2 separate regions of the Mus musculus genome follow, and region 1 is linked to region 2. The links are chromatin contacts, called in public HiChIP or PLAC-seq maps. All regions are on one chromosome and are shown on one strand. The core of a region is the stretch at or near the end of the contact, and the rest is flanking DNA. Distances in the headings are between cores, read along the strand shown. Region 1 has its middle 14 kb from the start of Cryba1. Region 2 has its middle 4.9 kb from the start of Gm23132.

Region 1 (3,670 bases), core at 1,027-3,526, 85 kb before region 2:
ACCATCATGGTTCTCTTAGCACCAAGCTCGGGGCTCCAGATAATATCTGAGCAGGTTCGTGTTATACAAATAGCCTTCAGTTGACGCTGTGGGCTGCTGGAGATTGGAGATGAGTGTAGAGTCCTGAGTCTGGTTAGAAGCCTGCTCCAGCCAGACCTCAGTTAATGGGTTGACTGAAATGGGATGAGAGCAGGAGCCAGATTGGCAGATGCTGACAAAGGTGGGAAGATGGAGAGAAGCAGGAGGTAGAGATAGCACCTGAGTTTCTGATCTGGAGAGCGGACTTAAGTGGGGTCACCATTTGCTGAGAGAAGAGATGGAGGAGGCTCAGGCAGATGATAATAAAAACCTCAGTGTGATCTCCGCTGAACTGCAAGGGGGTGGGTGGGGAAGCCAGAAGATAGCCAGTGCAAAGTCAAGGGATACAAAGACAGTGAAATGACAGTAGGTGCTCAGATGCACCCCACCTTGAGAGTTGATGGCTCCTCTGAAGTGAAGGCTCTGGGTTTTTCTTCAAAGCCTGTAAGTCTCTCTCCCTTTGCCAAGTCTGGAAGGAATCAGCCTCCAGGACAGGAACCAGGCTGGAAGGTGCCAGATGAGAATCTCCCCAGTGTCCTCAGTGTGTGCTGACAAGAAGGCGCTCCCCTTGCCTCCCAGTCTTCTGTTGTGTTGTAAATATGAGAGGATGGGCACCTCAGACCTTCCGGTTCTCTTCAACCCTTGTATTGCATTGTTATTATTCAAACTATGATTATGATTATATATATGTATGTGTATATGTATATATATATGTGTGTGTATATGTATATATATAAGTATATACATGTATATGTGTATATATATATATATATATATATATATATATGTATGTGTGTGTGTATATATATGGGTGTTTTTCTTTTTTTCTTTGTTTCTGTTTCTGTTTTTTTTTTTTTTTTGATTATTTGTTTTTTCAAGATAGGGTTTCTCTGTATAACCCTGGCTGTCCTGGAACTTGCTCTGTTGTGGAAAATATTAATTGGGAATTTCTACTCCTTTCTGCTTTTGATCATTCAGTTTCCAGATGAAAGACACAACACCTTTACATTTATAGTAAGCCTTAACAGCACTAGAGCTGAGCAGATACCAGCCCTCTAAGCTATTTTGTCTACTTCCCTGTCAATAAAGCCCAGATGTGACTTGCCATGTTCTGCCTGGGCTGTTCTTACAATGACTGGCCCACGGCCAGTTCTTCTGATCCCTTACTCCATGGTGTCTTCCTCTCTTCTCTCTCTCCTCTTCCTCCAGCCTCTGCCTCAGACCCTAATCCCTAGAAACCAGAGATCCACTACCTCTCTTCTGCCCAGCTATAGGCATCTTTATTCAACTAATAGTTTTAAATTAAGGAGCAGGGTTACATAGCATCACTTGGTACATGAGGATTTCCTTGTCCCTGAGGCAACCAGGTCTTGGGGACCAGTATTTAGCATTATGATACATGGCAACATACCAAACCTCAACACTGGAGATCAGGCAGGTCTCAAACTCAGAGATCTACCTGCCTCTGCCTCCCCCCCCCCCCCCCCCCCCCCCCCCCCCGACCTCAAGTCCTGGGGTTAAAGTGCATCGCCACTGCCTGTTTTTTGAGCATGCATGTTTGCATACCACTTCCATGCCTGAGTAGCCAGAAAGCCATCAGTTTTCCTGGATTGGAGTTATAGACGGTGTGAGCCAGAATGTGGTGCTGAGAACCCAGTCCGAGTTGTCTGGAAGAGCAGCCAGTGTGCTCATCTCTGAGCTGTCTCTCTAGCCCTATAATTATGATTTTGGCTAAGGTTAAATTATTTTAAATTAAATGCAGGGTACAAGACACTAATCCCATTCCCCTACCTTCTCCCCACCTCAAAAAAGAAAAGAGAAGAAAAAGTCTATCAGCAGAAGCAAGCTAATTGCTGGAGGACCCTGACAGGTGAGCCACATGCTAAATGTTTTGTTTGTTTGTTTGTTTGTTTGATTGGTTTGGGCTTTTTTGGGGAGGGGTGTTGCTTATTTGTTTGTTTTGTTTTGTTTTTTGAAGCTTGCTCTGTAGACTAGGCTGGCCTTGAACTTACAGAGATATACCTGCCTCTGCCTCCGGAGTGCTATGATTAACAGTGTGAGCAGGGACTACTGGGCCCCTTCTAAGCTCCTAAATCACTCCGTTTCTCTTTTCTCCATTCCCGGACCAGGTTCCTCGGTTACCCACTGCTCCAAAGGCCCTATTCAGGCCTCAAGGTCACCTCCTGCCATTCCAGTCATCTCTGTTGAAAAGGTATTTTGTTTTAAGTTATCTACATTTCTTTGGGCAGGTATGAGCACAGTGCAGATGCCTATGGAAATCAGAAGCGCTGGGTCCCTCTGGAGCTGGAGTTGCAGGTGGTTGCTGGGAACCAAACCTCCGTTCTCTGCTCTTAACTGCTAAGACAGATTGCCAGCCCTTCCTGCTATCTTCTTAAAAACCGGTTAGGGTCAGGCACTTGGGAGGCAGAGGTAGGGAAACTGCTACGTGTTCAATACCATCCTGGGCTACATAATGAGACCCTATTTCCTCCCTCAGAGAAATACAAAGAAAAGGAATGAAAATTAGCATTATACTTTCATTCTTTCTTTTTTTTTCCATTCCTTTTTTAAAAGATTTATTTGTTTACTTTATGCATGTGAGTACACAGTCTCTATCTTCAGACACACCAGAAAAGGGCATCGGACCCCCATTACAGATGGTTGTGAGCCACCATGTGGTTGCTGGGAATTGAACTCAGGACCCCTGGAAGAACAGCCAGTGCTCTTAACCGCTGAGCCATCTCTCCAGCCCTTTTTTTACATTCTTTATTTTTCTACTTCCCCTACTAGAAGAAACATTATTTATTTGGAGTTTTGTTTTGTTTGTTCATTTGTTTGTTTGTTGAAACAGTTTGTCTCTATGTAACCTGGCTGTCCTGAAACACAACAGATTAGGTTGGTCTTGAACTCATAGAGATCCTCTTGTCTTTGCCTCTCAAGTGCTGGGATTAAAGACATTTTCCACCCCACCCAGTTTACCCCTACCTCACCCTGCACTTTTAAAGTGTGGAAGAGAGAGAGAGAGAGAGAGAGAGAGAGAGAGAGAGAGAGAGAGAGAGAGAGAGAGAGAGGGAGAGAGAGAGAGAGAGAGAGAGAGAGAGAGAGAGAGAGATGCTTCCAGGGACTCTTTATGCAAATTGATTGCTTCACTGCTCACAGCAATTCTAAGAGCTAGATGTGTGTTTGTATCAGCCTAGAAGATAATAATGGATTGTAAATTAACTAAATTGATAGAGATTGATAGTTAACATGGTCAAAAACACTGTTGAGCCCAAGTAGTGTGAATACAGACAGTCCTAGCTGCAGGGCTGTTGGCATTGTTTAACACAAAATTCCCAAGTTCCATCCCCACAGAGTCTAACTAAGCCTGAGAGAACAAGCAGGGTCGATTTTTAACTGCACTTTCCATGGACCACGCTTTGAAAACTCTCATCTTTTCTTCTAGCAAAAGTCTTTCCTATGCCTCTGATCCCTCTTCCCCAAGGAGCTTGCTTTCCACTCTGGCTGGGAATGCTGATGCTCTGAAGCCTGACGTACGCCCCCTGGTGGTCAGAGACGAAAGATCAGGAGGATAGCCAGTAGGATCCCTGGT
Region 2 (3,419 bases), core at 45-2,544:
AAACCAGGCTGGAGACATGGCTCAGTGGTTAAGAGTACTGACTACTGTTCCAGAGGTCCTGAGTTCAATTCCCAGCAACCACATGGTGGCTCACAACCATCTATAATGGGATCCGATGCCCTCTTCTGGTGTGTCTGAAGACAGTGACAGTGTATTCACATATATGAGATAAATAAATTCTTTAAAAAAGAAAAAACAAAAAACCAAACCAAAACAAAACAACAACAACAACAAAAAGCTTCATTCTGCCAGGCAGCAGTGTCTCACACTTTTAGTCCCAGCACCCATGACTTTGAGGTTTGAGATCAACCTGGTTTACAGAGAGAGTTTGAGGACAGCCAGAGCTACACAGAGAAACCCTGTCTCTCTCTCTCTCTCTCAAACACACACACACCCACGCACACACAAAATCATTCTATTTCATCTACAAAATACTTGCCCTTTTAATGATGTGACATAACATGTATGTAGATAATTAACAAAACATGACATACCTACCAGTAAAATGTGTGTTCTGAGGAACAGTGGGAAGTCCACAGCATCAGGGAAGGGAAGAAAATGAGAGCCACTGGCTTATCATTCAGTTCCAGAAGGCTAATTATGATCATGAGCTAGGTCATCTATTTTTGTGAAAGTAAACTGTTATTTGCAAAGAAATGGTCTATTTGAAGCTTTCTCAAGGGGAATCCAATAGCTCAGCCTGAGAATTTTGTTGTGAAGTGTCTAGATCTTTTTTTTTTTTTTTTTTTTGAGACAGGGTTTCTCTGTGTAGCCCTAGCTGTCCTGGAACTCATTTTGTAGACCAGGCTGGCTTCGAACTCAGAAATCCGCCTGCCTCTGCCTCCCGAGTCCTGGGATTATATCTTTTTTTTTTTTTTTTTTTTGGTTTTTCGAGACAGGGTTTCTCTGTGTAGCCCTAGCTGTCCTGGAACTCACTTTGTAGACCAGGCTGGCCTCGAACTCAGAAATTCGCCTGCCTCTGCCTCCCGAGTGGTGGGATTAAAGGCGTGCACAACCACGCCTGGCTGAGTGCTGGGATTAAAGGTGTGCACCACCACGCCTGGCCTAAGTGTCTAGATCTTTATGGCTTTTGCTTAAATATACTTCTGCATTGAACTACATGGTACCTAGATAACTAGAGTCAAAGGATATTGTATCCAGGGTGAGTCTCACCCTCATCCCCACTCTAGACAACCCTAATCCCCCACCTCCATGCCCAGTGCTAGACACACTGCTGAGCGGGTGCATGTAACAGTGAGCAAATGCAAAAGGCCTGCAGGTATTGATCTTACAATTGCAAGTACGTGTAAGCACTAGGGGAATTTGCAAATACAGACTCTGTGAGTAATGAGAATTACCTACAGGTAGGAGGAGGGTGGTTACTGTGTTTGTAGATGCAGCAGAAAATGAGATTGTCAGGAACAGGCTCCATCCATTGTCTGTCTTTCTATCTGTTATCTGTAGTATGTCTGCATTCACCCCCTGGCCCAGCTCCTGTAAGCAGCCTAGGAATATCACAAGGAGACACCATCTGTGAAGAGCTTTTGGGGCTGCCTTCTAGGAATTTGGCAGGAATTTGACATTGGTCTAGGACTAGGAAGTAGGCTCAAGATGAATACAGCTGAGGAATGTGTTCTTTGTATCTCTTTTTTCTTTCTTTTTTATTTTATTTTTACTCTTTGTTTTTGTTTTGTTGTTGTTGTTTTTTTGTTTTTTGTTTTTTGTTTTTTTCTTTTTTTGAGGCAGGATTACTCAGTGTAGCCCTGGCTGTCCTGGAACTCACTCTGTAGACCAGGCTGGCCTTGAACTCAGAAATCCACCTGTCTCTGCCTCCCAAATGCTGGGATTAAAGGAGTGTGCCACCGGCGCCCAGCTGTTCTTTGTATCTTGATGGGTCTTGTTAAGTCTCTGAATACAGTAATCATGGGACCTTTGTTTATGCTTTGTTTGTTCCTTGGTTACTTTGTTTATACCTTAGGACTTACCATATTCTTTGTATGTACCTAGAATGATATAAAAGTAGACTGGAGCTGGGCGTGGTGGTGCACGCCTTTAATCCCAGCACTTGGGAGGCAGAGGCAGGCAGATTTCTGAGTTCAAGGCCAGCCTGGTCTACAGAGCAAGTTCCAGGACAGCCAGGGCTACACAGAGAAACCCTGTCTCAAAAACCAAAAAAAAAAAAAAAAAAAAAAAAGTAGACTGGAATGTGGGCGCCTGGTGGCACACGCCTTTAATCCCAGCACTCGGGAGGCAGAGGAAGGCAGATTTCTGAGTTCGAGGCCAGGCTGGTCTACAGAGTGAATTCCAGGACAGCCAGGGCTATACAGAGAAACCCTGTCTCAAAAAACCAAAACCAAACCAAACCAAACCAAAACAGACTGGAAAAATAAACCCACTTCAGCCTCAGCACTGGCTGGAGTTATCTTATAATGTTGTCTAATTGTGTTTTTCTTTTCAGTGCTCACTCCCTCCCTTGAGACCCAGTTTGGCTGACTGAGCTAGCTTGGTCAACCATCACACCTAACAGGAGTCATTTTACCTGTGGACGTCATATTGGAGCAGGGACAATCTTTCTCCAAATTCTACCTTACCCCAGCCAACATGCCTGAACCAGACTCACAGAAAATGCTCATGCCTGAACCATGACTGGCTTGGAGCAACAAACCTAGGCAGCATCTCAAGGGAGCCACGTCTCAATAAAACTGGGATTCTGATAGGAAGAAAGAATGGGAGGAGCGAAAAAAGGTAAGGAGTTGGCAGGGTTTCTACCATGTTGTTTATTAGTGATTGTTTGATATTGTCATGCCGACAGGCCATGATCAGAAAATATACTGCCCAGGCCTTAGTACTTATTTACATAACAGGCATTGATTACTAACAATGTTCATAATCTGTCACCCATTCTTTTTTTTTTTTTTTTTTTTTTTTTAAATTTTTTTTTTTTTAAGATTTATTTATTCTATGTAAGTACACTGTAGCTGTCTTCAGACACTCCAGAAGAGGGCGCTAGATCTCGTTACGGATGGTTGTGAGCCACCATGTGGTTGCTGGGATTTGAACTCTGGACCTTTGGAAGAGCAGTCGGGTGCTCTTACCTGCTGAGCCATCTCACCAGCCCCTCTGTCACCCATTCTTTACCATTTTCTTGTAAATATGCTACAAATAATGTCTGCTAGTCGGAACCAGATGCAGGAGATTGACAGCACTGTGCTCCACTATTCACAAGTAGGCTAGAGTGTAATGCCTCCCAACGTGGGTATCCTACATTACTGCAAATATGGCTCTCAAAACCCGGAAACCTCAGCGGACTGGCTGACAGGTTACTAAGTCCTGCTACTTTGTAGGCAAATGTTTTCTAATGATCCAGTAAAGTCTGTAAGTATAGGCGTTAGCCCAAGATCAGCCTGTTATATTTACCT

What was found. HiChIP or PLAC-seq counts read pairs in DNA pulled down with a chosen protein or histone mark.
Region 1: an H3K27ac HiChIP or PLAC-seq map of embryonic stem cells shows a contact between it and region 2, with 6 read pairs. The contact joins two enhancer-like sites. A contact is called at or near these places in 1 of 39 promoter capture datasets (macrophages), 2 of 15 datasets of contacts at CTCF or cohesin (CD8 T cells and the NIH/3T3 cell line), 7 of 484 Hi-C or Micro-C datasets (B cells, CD4 T cells, the G1E-ER4 cell line and 4 more), 1 of 115 datasets of contacts at active chromatin or transcription factors (embryonic stem cells) and 3 of 9 other capture datasets (adipose tissue, liver and pancreatic islet).

The regions. Positions count from the first base shown.
Region 1 is chr11:77,737,422-77,741,091 of GRCm38.p6, reverse strand. No RefSeq gene overlaps it. Among named protein-coding and RNA genes, the nearest start is that of Cryba1, 14 kb to the right of the region's middle. Within about 2 kb of position 2,276, at least 9 of the 459 cell types and tissues checked have an H3K27ac peak or open chromatin away from gene starts, as enhancers often do. A contact at or near this core is called in embryonic stem cells, where this site is marked.
Region 2 is chr11:77,652,111-77,655,529 of GRCm38.p6, reverse strand. No RefSeq gene overlaps it. Among named protein-coding and RNA genes, the nearest start is that of Gm23132, 4.9 kb to the left of the region's middle. Within about 2 kb of position 1,294, at least 9 of the 459 cell types and tissues checked have an H3K27ac peak or open chromatin away from gene starts, as enhancers often do. A contact at or near this core is called in embryonic stem cells, where this site is marked.